4 separate regions of the Rattus norvegicus genome follow, and all the other regions are linked to region 2. Evidence: chromatin contacts called from public Hi-C data. All regions are on one chromosome and are shown on one strand. Each heading gives the region's core, a stretch centred on a gene start, on an enhancer-like site or on the middle of the called end of the contact. The rest is flanking DNA. Distances are from core to core; before and after follow the strand shown.

What was found. Hi-C and Micro-C count contacts between places; a contact is called where the count stands out from the background.
Region 1: a Hi-C map of Schwann cells shows a contact between it and region 2, with 4 times the contacts expected there. The contact joins the enhancer-like site here to the promoter of Sgk1 in region 2. A contact is called at or near these places in 4 of 12 Hi-C or Micro-C datasets (the A7r5 cell line, the Rat2 cell line, Schwann cells and 1 more) and 1 of 1 datasets of contacts at active chromatin or transcription factors (oligodendrocytes).
Region 3: a contact with region 2 is called in a Hi-C map of frontal cortex, with 2.9 times the contacts expected there. The contact joins the enhancer-like site here to the promoter of Sgk1 in region 2.
Region 4: a Hi-C map of the A7r5 cell line shows a contact between it and region 2, with 3 times the contacts expected there. The contact joins the enhancer-like site here to the promoter of Sgk1 in region 2. A contact is called at or near these places in 3 of 12 Hi-C or Micro-C datasets (the A7r5 cell line, the Rat2 cell line and mammary epithelial cells) and 1 of 1 datasets of contacts at active chromatin or transcription factors (oligodendrocytes).

Annotation. Positions count from the first base shown.
Region 1 is chr1:25,025,017-25,027,716 of GRCr8, reverse strand. No RefSeq gene overlaps it. Among named protein-coding and RNA genes, the nearest start is that of 1700020N01Rikl, 190 kb to the left of the region's middle. Within about 2 kb of position 1,251, at least 49 of the 93 cell types and tissues checked have an H3K27ac peak or open chromatin away from gene starts, as enhancers often do. A contact at or near this core is called in the A7r5 cell line and Schwann cells, where this site is marked.
Region 2 is chr1:24,803,525-24,806,224 of GRCr8, reverse strand. Sgk1 (serum/glucocorticoid regulated kinase 1) reads left to right here and starts at 1,394. Exons shown (of 12, transcript NM_019232.3): 1 at 1,394-1,529; 2 at 1,679-1,754; 3 at 2,140-2,215; 4 at 2,386-2,490; 5 at 2,590-2,673. The coding sequence starts at 1,454.
Region 3 is chr1:25,054,074-25,056,821 of GRCr8, reverse strand. No RefSeq gene overlaps it. Among named protein-coding and RNA genes, the nearest start is that of 1700020N01Rikl, 160 kb to the left of the region's middle. Within about 2 kb of position 1,406, at least 8 of the 93 cell types and tissues checked have an H3K27ac peak or open chromatin away from gene starts, as enhancers often do.
Region 4 is chr1:24,973,328-24,976,027 of GRCr8, reverse strand. LOC120098893 (a long non-coding RNA gene) reads right to left here. Exons shown (of 3, transcript XR_010058885.1): 1 at 1-2,700. Among named protein-coding and RNA genes, the nearest start is that of Sgk1, 170 kb to the right of the region's middle. Within about 2 kb of position 1,252, at least 10 of the 93 cell types and tissues checked have an H3K27ac peak or open chromatin away from gene starts, as enhancers often do. A contact at or near this core is called in the A7r5 cell line, where this site is marked.

The DNA.
Region 1 (2,700 bases), core at 2-2,501, 220 kb before region 2:
CGACTGGACACGGAGTAGAGGGCAGAGCAGACTGAAGGAGGAAACCAACCAGACGCCTTGCTGGCCAAGGGCTGATGGCATCACTAACCAGCCAGACCAGAGGCCGAAGGCTAGGCAGCCTGGAACAGGCATCTTTAGACAACCCCGCCTCACTGATGCTTCTTAATTGGGAAAGGGGACCTGGTGCTACTTTTCAGGGGCTTCCTCCCTCCACCAGGAAGCAATTCTGTCTCCATAGTCAGTGTTCCTCCCTCTTCCATAAAAAAGGAGTGCTTACACAATGCCTTTGTCCTTCCTGAAGAACTTAGCCTGCATCTCTGTGTATTCGTTCAGCCATGCTCACACAAGTCTTTGCAATGCGGCCCCGCTGAGATGTAGACCTCAGTGTACTTACTGGCCGTGAGCGTGAGCCGGGGTGAGGCGTTAACTACTACTCTGTGCCTCAGGTGTTTCCTGCTCTCAGATTTCTGAAGAAATTCAGTCCACGTCGTGGGCGAGGGGAGAAAAAAGGGAAAGGGAAAAGAGAGAGAATGAGTCTAGAAAAACTGTATGTAGCAACTTACAATGTTCGTTATTAGCTGGATGTGGAATCGAGTGCCTATACTTCCCAGCACTGGGGGGGCGGGGGTGGGGGGGGAGCTCTAAGGGCAGCCTGGACTGCGCAGTGAAAGAACCAAAAGAACCAAAATCAACACCAATGAAAGGTCCATTACTGTTACCACATTGTTATTGTTTCCACTTAGTGACCCTAGGCAGTGGCTTTTTAAGACAAATCAATATGCAGGTAAACAAGAGTAGACAGCAGCAGGAACTGCCCTAGGCAGTGAGGACAAAGTTATACATCCAGGTAAATCAAACATGTCTCCAGCTACAGGCTGGTGGAGACGTGGGCTACTCCCCACTTGCTCCTAATCAGTGTGACAAATGCATAAAAAGGAAGAGACGGAGCTACACCGAGTCTCCTACAGAAGGAGGGGAGACAGAAGCAAAGAAAGCTGTGCAGGTACCGACGTGTACAGTGGGAGGTGAGAGGGCTGACGGAGTTAAAGCAAGCTTGGCTATGATAGAGGAGGAGGTAGGGTGGGGGTGGGGTGGGGGTGTCAAGGCACCAGGTATCCTAAACCAGGCACAGTCGGGATCACCCCCAAAAAGAAGGGAACTGAGGATATCTAAGCATAAGGAATGGGTGAGCATCTGAGCCTGGAGTAGCATCTACAGCAAGGGAGGAGTGGAACCGCACACAGGCTGGGCCTCAGACAGTGGCGGCTATTCAACATGACCTCAATCCAGCTGGCTGGCTCAGCCTGGGGAGGGCCTCTCTGTGCGCAACATTGTTTCTTTTAGGGAAAAGAATATTGCTTTAATTTCAAAAACGCTTCAGAGAAGAAAACGCTTGAGAAACCTGTTCCTCAAATGAATTTTTCCTACAGTATGTGAGGCTGTGTGAGCTTCTGGATTCTGAGGGTGGGAGGGGGGAGCGAAGGGGAACGGGGGAGGGGGGGAGACAACAGAAACCCAAACCCCGCCTCTAGAGGATTGTGAAGATGAAAAAGCAACTTCACTTCCTTCTGAAAAGATTGGAAGGTTAGTCAGAAAACTTGCCTCCAAATCTGCCCTATCAGGTTCAGTTCTGCACATTTTTCTCAAGTGGTGAGCGCTATCCACTCAGCACGTGCTGGCAGCGCTCCTGTGCCAAGCACCGTGGAAGTTCCTTAAGCATGTTATTTGGTTTTGACAACCCTTCCAAGTAGACATCACAATCCTCATTCAGGTGAGGACACTGAAACACAGGAGGTAGGTGGATAGTCCATCTATCGGTGGCAAACAGCTGCCACTGACACACACACAGAGACAGAGAGAGAGAGAGAGAGAGAGAGAGAGAGAGAGAGAGAGAGAGAGAGAGAGAGCCCAGAATCAGGGGTGCTCCAAAAGCAGGTCACACAACCGTTTCCCTGGATGCCTGGATGGATCAATAGACACTTAAGCCACTTAGACTCTGTCTTCTGCCTTAAAAAACAAATCTCTTAATGGAGCAGCTGGCTCAGGTAGCAGGTGCTCTAAATCTGTGCTGTTTGTCTACACTCGTCCCTTCCCCTGCACACTAGCCTTGTTCAAGTAGTGGAACAGGACAATATTTTCTGCATGCTCCTCAAGTGTATCATTTTACATGGCTGAGGAATCGTAATACCACACAGCCATAAGTCAATATTTACACTCATGAGTTGGAGGCTGATAAACTGAGCTGGAAACAGCATGAATGGCCAGCTCTGGAACGGTGGGAGGCACCAGTCAAACAGCAGCAGAGCCCATAAAAGTTCCACAGAGCTGTGAGTCAACAGGAAGAAATTTCGTACATGCCGAGGGCGACTGGGATGGCTGCGACCTCGAGAGGCTTGCCTGACTTCAGATCTTCCTTCCCGGTTTGACTACATGAATCACAAGCACACAACTAGTCATATTTATGAGCCTTCGCCCCTTCCTGGGACTCCCTTGGAAACAAACAGCAGAACCACGAACAATGTGTTTTCTAAGTCAGAACACTACCCAATTAGTCTAAGCGAAGTTGCAGTTAAGGAATTCCATCCAGCCTGACTCAGGACTTCACCCTGGTGACACCGAAACAAACAAGAGACCCTGCAGAGAGCAAGGATGATGATGACCCTGGTGAGGGGCAGATCCTATACTTGGATATTTTTCTGA
Region 2 (2,700 bases), core at 145-2,644:
ACATTTCACTCCTGCCCAACTCAGGCTGCCTCCTGCGACTTCCCTCTGTCACCAGCTTTTTGAGACGAGTCTCTTACTAATATCTAAAGAGTTAACGGGCTTCAGTTATATGAACTTGCAAAAAACCAAGCAATAATATATAATTAAGTCTACCTGGATCAGCCATCAGGTAGCCCAAAGGAAAAACTGACGAGGTTTAAAACAATGCAATGCAATCTTGCAGATTTCTTTTGAGAGAGGGGCAGGCATCAGGGCAAGGGTATTGACTGCGCAAGGGTCACTCCAGGTCGGCCCCGGAGAAAAGCCCCTGCTCCCTCTTAACTTGCCACCTCCTCACGTGTTCTTGGCATGGCTAGGATTAAAATTTGCAAGGCTCAAAATTTATGCGGAAAGGACAGAATGTTCTCGGAGATTAGTTGGAAAAAAAAGTGAAATGAAGATTGTACTTTTTTTTTTCTTGTAGCGCAGAGACTTATTTCCGCCCCCTCCCCTACACATTCCTGACCCCCCCCCCCCCCCGCCCCGCTCTAGCCTTCCTTCCTCCTCTTCCAAGTTCTGGGATTTTTCAGTCTTGCTTGGTTTTGGCCAAAAGCACAAAAAAGGCGTTTTCGGAAGCGACTCGGCCGTGCACAAGGGCCATTTGTTTGTTTTGGGACTGGGGCAGGAAATCTTGCCGGCCTGAGTCACGGCGGCTCCTTCAAGGAAACGTCAGTGCTCGCCCGGTCGCTGTGGCCCGCTGAGCGCCCCTCGGTTCGCGGCCATGGGCGAGATGCAGGGCGCGCTGGCTCGGGCTCGGCTCGAGTCCCTGCTCCGGCCCCGCCACAAAAAGCGAGTGGAGGCGCAGAAAAGGAGCGAGTCCGTCCTGCTAAGCGGACTGGGTAAGTGCTGCCGCCCGGCTCGCCCGGACTCCGGGTCCGCGGAGATCAGGGCGGAGTACAGCGGGGGAACCTGGAGGCTGCGCGCTGGGCTGGGGACAGGGCACCGAGGAGGAGAGAGAGAGGGGGGAGAGGTGAGCGGTGAGCCGTGCATTGCGGTGTCCACTCGGGCAGCACGGGAGAGGAAATGGAAAATCACCGAGGCTCTCCACCCCTCCGGTTCCTTCCTCCGGCCCAGGCGGACGGAGGCAGAGTGCATCCCGGCAGGGTCCTGCTCGCGCAGCCTGTGGAAGCCTCGGTTCTGCCTGGGGCGACTGGCACGAATCGCTCAGGACACGGCAGCAACTCGCCCATCTTCCCGCAACTCGGTCTACAGCTTGCTGGGTGGCTGGGACCGGGCGGGCCGGCGGGCGGGGCCTTGTTGTGGGCGGGGCCCCGAGTGGCTTCCTGGTCCCGCCTGCCCCGCCCCCTGGAGGCTCAGGGCTTATAAAGTCGGTCGCAGAGCCGGAGCTCACTGTTGGCTAAGCCGGTCTCACTGCTCCTTTAGTCTCTTTGGACACTTTCCAAATATCGGGGCGATGACCGTCAAAACCGAGGCTGCTCGAAGTACCCTCACCTACTCCAGAATGAGGGGAATGGTAGCAATCCTCATCGGTGAGTGCTGGAAAAGCACCAGACTTGTGTAGGAGAGGCGCCGTGGAAATGATCCGGGGTTTTGAAGGTTCAGGATCAGATTAGCGTGTGGCGTCGGACGTTGCAGAACTGCCTAACCCCCTTCTTTTCTCTCTCTCTTTAAATTACAGCTTTCATGAAACAGAGAAGGATGGGCCTGAACGATTTTATTCAGAAGCTTGCCAACAACTCCTATGCATGCAAACAGTAAGTTTTGGGTTATTGGGGAAAATTGAAAGAATCGTTTAAATTTACTAGCAGCTAAAACTTGTTCACGGTGGCGAGGGGGTGGGGGAGCTGAAGTCTTTCCTCCATGGTAGATCTCTTCTGGTATTGAGCATTTTGCTTATTTAAAACATTTTAAACATTAGTAAGATTAATTCTTGAGAATGCTTAACCAAAATCCATGTCCCCTTAACAAACAAACCTTAATTTGCATTTAACTGGTTTGTTTTCCTTATGGGTTTTTGGAAGTAATTCATTCTGATGTTTTCAGTTTAAATACCGAACGGTTGAGTCAGAAATAGAACTTTTATGTATGTGTGCCCTCTGGTGGTGAATTAAGTTTCTAAAACAGCCCTTTAATCTCCAGCCCTGAAGTTCAATCCTATTTGAAAATCTCCCAACCTCAGGAGCCCGAACTTATGAACGCCAACCCCTCACCTCCTGTAAGTATATCTTGTCTGCTGGAGGAGAAATTATATGTAGTGGTCAGTCAAATGTTTAAGTACTGAGTCACTGTGAGGCTTTGAAAGGCGTATTTCATAAAGTATTTTATGTGTTAACAGTAAGGCTGTGTGCAGCTTATGTATTAAAGGATGACCGCCTTGTTTTCTAGCCAAGTCCCTCTCAACAAATCAACCTGGGTCCATCCTCAAATCCCCACGCCAAACCCTCTGACTTCCACTTCTTGAAAGTGATCGGAAAAGGCAGTTTTGGAAAGGTAAGTGCAACCCTGAAAACTTTGCAACTAGGCATGCATTCACTTTGATATTCTCCCCAAGGAGGATGGGAAAAATGACTGTCCTGGTTGACATTTCAGGTTCTTCTAGCAAGGCACAAGGCAGAAGAAGCATTCTATGCCGTCAAAGTTTTGCAGAAGAAAGCCATCTTGAAGAAGAAGGAGGTAAGGGTGACACCTGGTGGCAGGCCT
Region 3 (2,748 bases), core at 157-2,656, 250 kb before region 2:
TCCCTCCCCACCTTGTTTTTTTGAGATGGGGTTTCCCTGTGTCGCCTGTAGACCAGACTGGCTTTGAACTCAGGAGCGCTCCCTGAGCCACCACAGCCAGTGATCCAAGCCGCTCTCAGGTAGAGCCAGAGAAGCCTCCTCCTCACAGGGTCACAATGCAGAGCCTCGGCCAAGTAGAAAAGGGTAGAAAAACCAAACCATGGGAGCTGGAGGATGGGGAAGAGTCCTGTCAAACACAGTCCTCCAGAGTCATGACTGCTGTCTGCACTGACTCACTGCAGCAGTGCTCACCTGCACAAGACCTGAACGGGGCGCCTCAAGCTCCGTCAGTGCTCTAGAAGGGAGAACTGACTGGATTGTCTGCATGGGGAAAGAGAACATGAAGACTGGAGGCAATGTGTTATAGGACTATCCAAGAGGAGTTGGAGGCAGGCGTTAGGGGTGTTATCAAGACACAGTGTACAGATGTATGAAATCATCAAAGAACAAGGAAAAGTAACCTATTTTTAAAAGATGACCTTTCAACCTTTCTGAATGGAGAGCAGGAATAAGGAAATAAACCGAGTGTGGTAGTGCACACCTTTAATCCCAGGATTTAGGAAGCAGAGGCAGGAGGATTACCACAAAGCCAAACTAGCCTACCTGGCAAGTTCTGAGTTCAGTGGAATTCTGTATCAAAAGGAAACCCAAATGGCAAATAGTAGATTAATAAATTAATAAATAAGCAAACAAACGAGTAGAAGACATTAAACTACATACTGTTTTTTTAAACATATATTTTTATCCATGAAAACAGCTGACCTGAGTATATCAAGTAGCTGGACGTAAAGAGTTAAGTAATTTAGCATTCGGCCAGTTCAAGAACAGAACGCAGTACTGTGTGGGTAGCGTTTTCTACGCTCAGACTCACACTGCTTAGAGATGTGGCCACCCTCTGAAGACCAGAACGTTTCCTTCACACTGTGGCACACTAATACATTTTGCCACAAAGACAGAAGTGGACCACATTTTGTGTGTGTGTGTTTTTATTACTTCAATCTGACCGTGGTAACTGGCGTTTCTCCCTTTCCCTCAGCGTCCCTGTAGCTTTTGCTCCGTTTTCCTGTTCTCTCTCCCCAAGCCTTCCTCACTTCTGCGTTCTTGACCCCATTCTTCCTGAATCGCCATCTCACCATTTGTGCTTGTTTTCAAACTAGTGCGTCTCGCCCATACATCTCAGGACTCCATCCCTCAGGAGCAGTCCACAAAATGCCAGTAAAAATCGTCTAATTTGTTAATGCGTGTCTAAAAAGGATAGCTAGTGTCAGAGGAGTATAAAAATAACTTGGAGCAGAAGGCTGAAGAGCAGGGAGGGGAGAAAATACACATAATAACCCGCTCGTTGGTTCGTTGCCTCAAAGAACAGCCCACGTGTTGCTGCCCGTGATGGCTCTGCTGGAGCTTGTATACAACACCCACCAGAGGCGGTCCAGGCCACTGACTCCCACGTCTCGTGCCTGTCTTACCTCCCGTGTGTTCCTTTCCTGGCAACTGTGACGGGAATATCATAGCTTTTTCCCCCCCTAATCATAAGTTTCCTTGGGAAAATGTCTTGGATACTATATAAATGACTCCGATGCAATTCTTGAAGTGTTCACTAAAACCCATGAGGCCCACAATTATGATTTTCATGTGTGACCCTGGTGATTTGTCTGACTATCGGGCATTCAAAGACACAGAAAGGGTTCGCTACATCTAACGGGAAGGACGCTGTGCAGCATTTGGGCGGCGGGGAACATTTGGACTGCGCAGACCACACTGCACATGCGGCTCATCAGAGTTAAGAATAGTGGCGCAGTCTATGGTTTTCTCAGTTCAATTTAGCAGATATTGCCAGAATAGCACTGTTCTGGATTTGGGGGAGGCGCAAGACAAACTCGTCTTGAGGAGCAGGGATAAGCTATGGAAAAAACGGGCCTACCGAGTTCTGGTTATACAGAGGCAAGTGCGGCGATCGATGTAACCTGTAACCCGGCAAGACTTCACCCGGACTTTAACACTGGGCAGACCGTGAGGGGGCGGAGGGAACGGTCCAGCAAAGTGGAAACGACTCACCTTTGAGCTGTGGAGGAATGGTGGCAAAAGAATAGAAAGTTAAAAGGATAGTCAGTTATGTGACTTATGCCGGCTAACAGATCAGCAGAGGGCAACTGGGCACGAGGTACAAGAGCATTGCTCGCAGGGCGAGCTGTGACTTTCCCAATTCAAGGGAAAAGCTGGAAGCAGGCAAAGTGCTGCTCCCTCACCTCAGGGCTCTCTTCTCACTTAACAGGAAGTGAGCATATTGCTAACCGATACTCTTAGGTCGTGAACTCTTCATCATTGCCTCCTAAGAAACACAGTCCACAGATTCACATCGTATTAGATATTGTTAAGTAACCTAGAGATCCTTTAAAGAATCCGGGAGTATATGCTTAAGTAATATGCAAATTCTATACTATCTTAGACAGGGATGTGAGCACCCCCAGATTTGGGCCCTGGAACTAGTCCCTCACAGATGCCCAGGGATGGCTGTATTTGGTAAGACATTTTTTTTTAAATAAAAATTCACAAGATCGTAGAATTGTTTCATAAGAAAGTGATTTATAGCTTGCAAATTTATTCACTTGAAGAAAAATACTTAAATAACTTTCATAATTTGCAGCTAAGAGTACACTTCTTGAACTTCAGCCACAGTTGACTATGGCTATCTTGGACCCTCACACCCAT
Region 4 (2,700 bases), core at 3-2,502, 170 kb before region 2:
GCAGCTTAGAGATGACTGTCTTCTGGACAAGACGAGAAGCAACAGTGAGAAAAAAAGTTTACTAGAAGAAAACTCAAATTGAGCCCAGCGTGGTGGTACACTTGTGATACACAGACAAGTGACCAGCCTGGTCTATAAAGTGAGTTCCAGGACAACCAGTGCTACACGGAGAAACCTTGTCAAAACAAAACAAACAAACAAACAAAAAGCAAGAAAAGAAAAAGACCCAAGTTGTGTAAACTTCTTTCCGCCTGATATTCCAGCATTCTGAAATATTAAAATATAAATTTTGTTTTTTATTTATTATATGTGTGTTTCTGTGTGTGTGTGTTACATACTCATGTATGTGTGTAGGTAAGATACTTGCGTGTACAACAAACATCAGTAACCAATATCTTCCTTTATTTCTTTCTATTTTACTTTCTTGAGACAATGTCTCTCACTGAACCTGGAGCTGCTAGGCTAGGCTGTCTGGCTAATGAGCTCCCCTGGAACTGATCTCTGGAAGTTTAGGGCTGGCTTGGGTCTCAAAACCAAACCAAACAACAACAAAAAAATATGAGTGAAATATAAATACATAATTATTAACCAGAAAAATGTAGATCATGGGGCTAGAGAGATGACTCATCAGTTTAGAACACTTGTTACTCATGCCAAGGACCTGAGTTCAGGCCCCGGAACCTACATGATGACTCACAGCCGTCCCTCACTCCAGTTCCAGGGGTTCAGACTTTCTCTTCTTGACCTCCATGGGCCCAAGACAGACATAAGGTACATATCCATACCGGCATTGTCTTAGTTATGATTTTATTGCTGTGAACAGACACCATGACCAATGCAAGTTTTATAAAGGACAACATTTAATTAGGGCTGGCTTACAGGTTCAGAGGTTCAGTCCATTATCATCAAGGTAGGAGCATGGCAGCATCCAGGCAGGCATGGTGCAGGAGGAGCTGAGAGCTCTACATCTTCATCTGAAGGCAGCTGGAAGACTGGAGGAGGCTCTCCAAGCCCACCCCACAGTGACACACTTCCTCCAACAAGGCCACACCTTCTAATAGTGCCACTCCCTGGGCCAAGCATATGCAAACAACCACAGGCATGCAAAACATTCATTCATCTAAAGTAAGACAGAAGTCTAAAAGGCATTCTTCTTCAGTTTCAAGTGAAGCTTGAAACTCCCCAGCCTTGTCAAACACTAAGCTCAAAGAATAAGTAGGAGGGAGCCACCAAGGCCAGGCCCTCAGGACTCCAGGTCTAATGGTTCCTAACTCTCTCCCATTCTTTCTGGACACTTCATCCATCTGGCTGCCGGTCAGTCTGTCTCTCATAATTCTTGGGTCACAGAACCCAGCCAGCTACAGGAACCATGTTCAGTCATCTAGCTTATGAACAGAATGTGGTGCTCATGCTAAGGGTTGGGTACCCTGAGGATGACCGGAGTGACTCTGAAGACCAGTTTTGGAGCAGGTCACTGAGGGCTGAGGTCTTGGCAGCTGTCAAAACAAGGACATGCCCTCAGGGCATGTTGGGGCCTCTGATCCCCAGGATCTCCCACACTGAGACCTGCCCTGGAGCATTTCTTTCATTATCAAAAGATTCAGAAATGGGTCAGAATTCATTGACTAAGCTTTTATTGACTTCTTGACACCGGTAATTTCCATAGTTATTTGCTGTTTATTTTCAGTGGTTATAAAACCATGTTCCATTTTCTGTGTATGTATTTATGAACACATTTTATTTTTAAAAATAAAACTAAGCTCAACATTTTGCTCTTTCCTGCTAGGTGATCATTCTCAATAGATCAATAAAAATTGACTTAGTCATATAGCCAGCCTAGGGCTATCCATGGTAGCTAATATAAAACAATAATAATTAATAATATAATAATAATATAATAATAAAAATAATAATAAAGTCTTAGGGTTTTACTGCTGTGAATGACACCATGACCAAGGCAAATGATTGGGGCTGGCTTACAGATTCAGAGGGTCAGTCCAGTATCATCAAGGGAGGAACATGGAAGAATCCAGACAAACATGGGGTAGGAGGAGCTGACAGTTCTATATCTTTATCTGCTAGTGGAAGACTGACTTCCAGGCAGTTGGGTGAGGATCTTAAGACCACACCCACAGTGCCACACCAACTCCAACAGGGCCACACCTCCAATAGTGCCACTCCCTGGGTCAAGCATATACAAACCATCATATTCCACTCCCTGACCCTCATAGGCTTGTTTACACACATGAGTCCATGGGGGCCATATCTATTCATAGCATACTTTTAAAAAAGTACATTTAGTTCAACTTCCAAAGTCCCCAACGTCTATAGCAGTATCAACAATGTTAAAAGTCCAAAGTTCAAAGTCTCTTCTGAGATCCATCCAATCACTTAACTGTAATCACCAAAGCAAGACAGGAAACCAGCTGGGCAAACTCCAAACTCCGCATCTCCATGTCTGATGTCAAAGCCATCTTCAGATCTTCAGCTCCCTTTTCATCTTTGTTGACTGCAACAAACTTCTTTCTCCTGGGCTGGTTCCACTCCCTGTTAGCAGCTTTCCTCAACAGATAGAGCATGGCTCTGGCATCTTGAATATCTTAGGGTCTCCAAGGCAACTTCAACGTTACAGCTTCTTGCTTCAGTGTCTGGGATACATACATGATCTTCTGGGCTCCTCCAAAGGGATGGCATCACTTC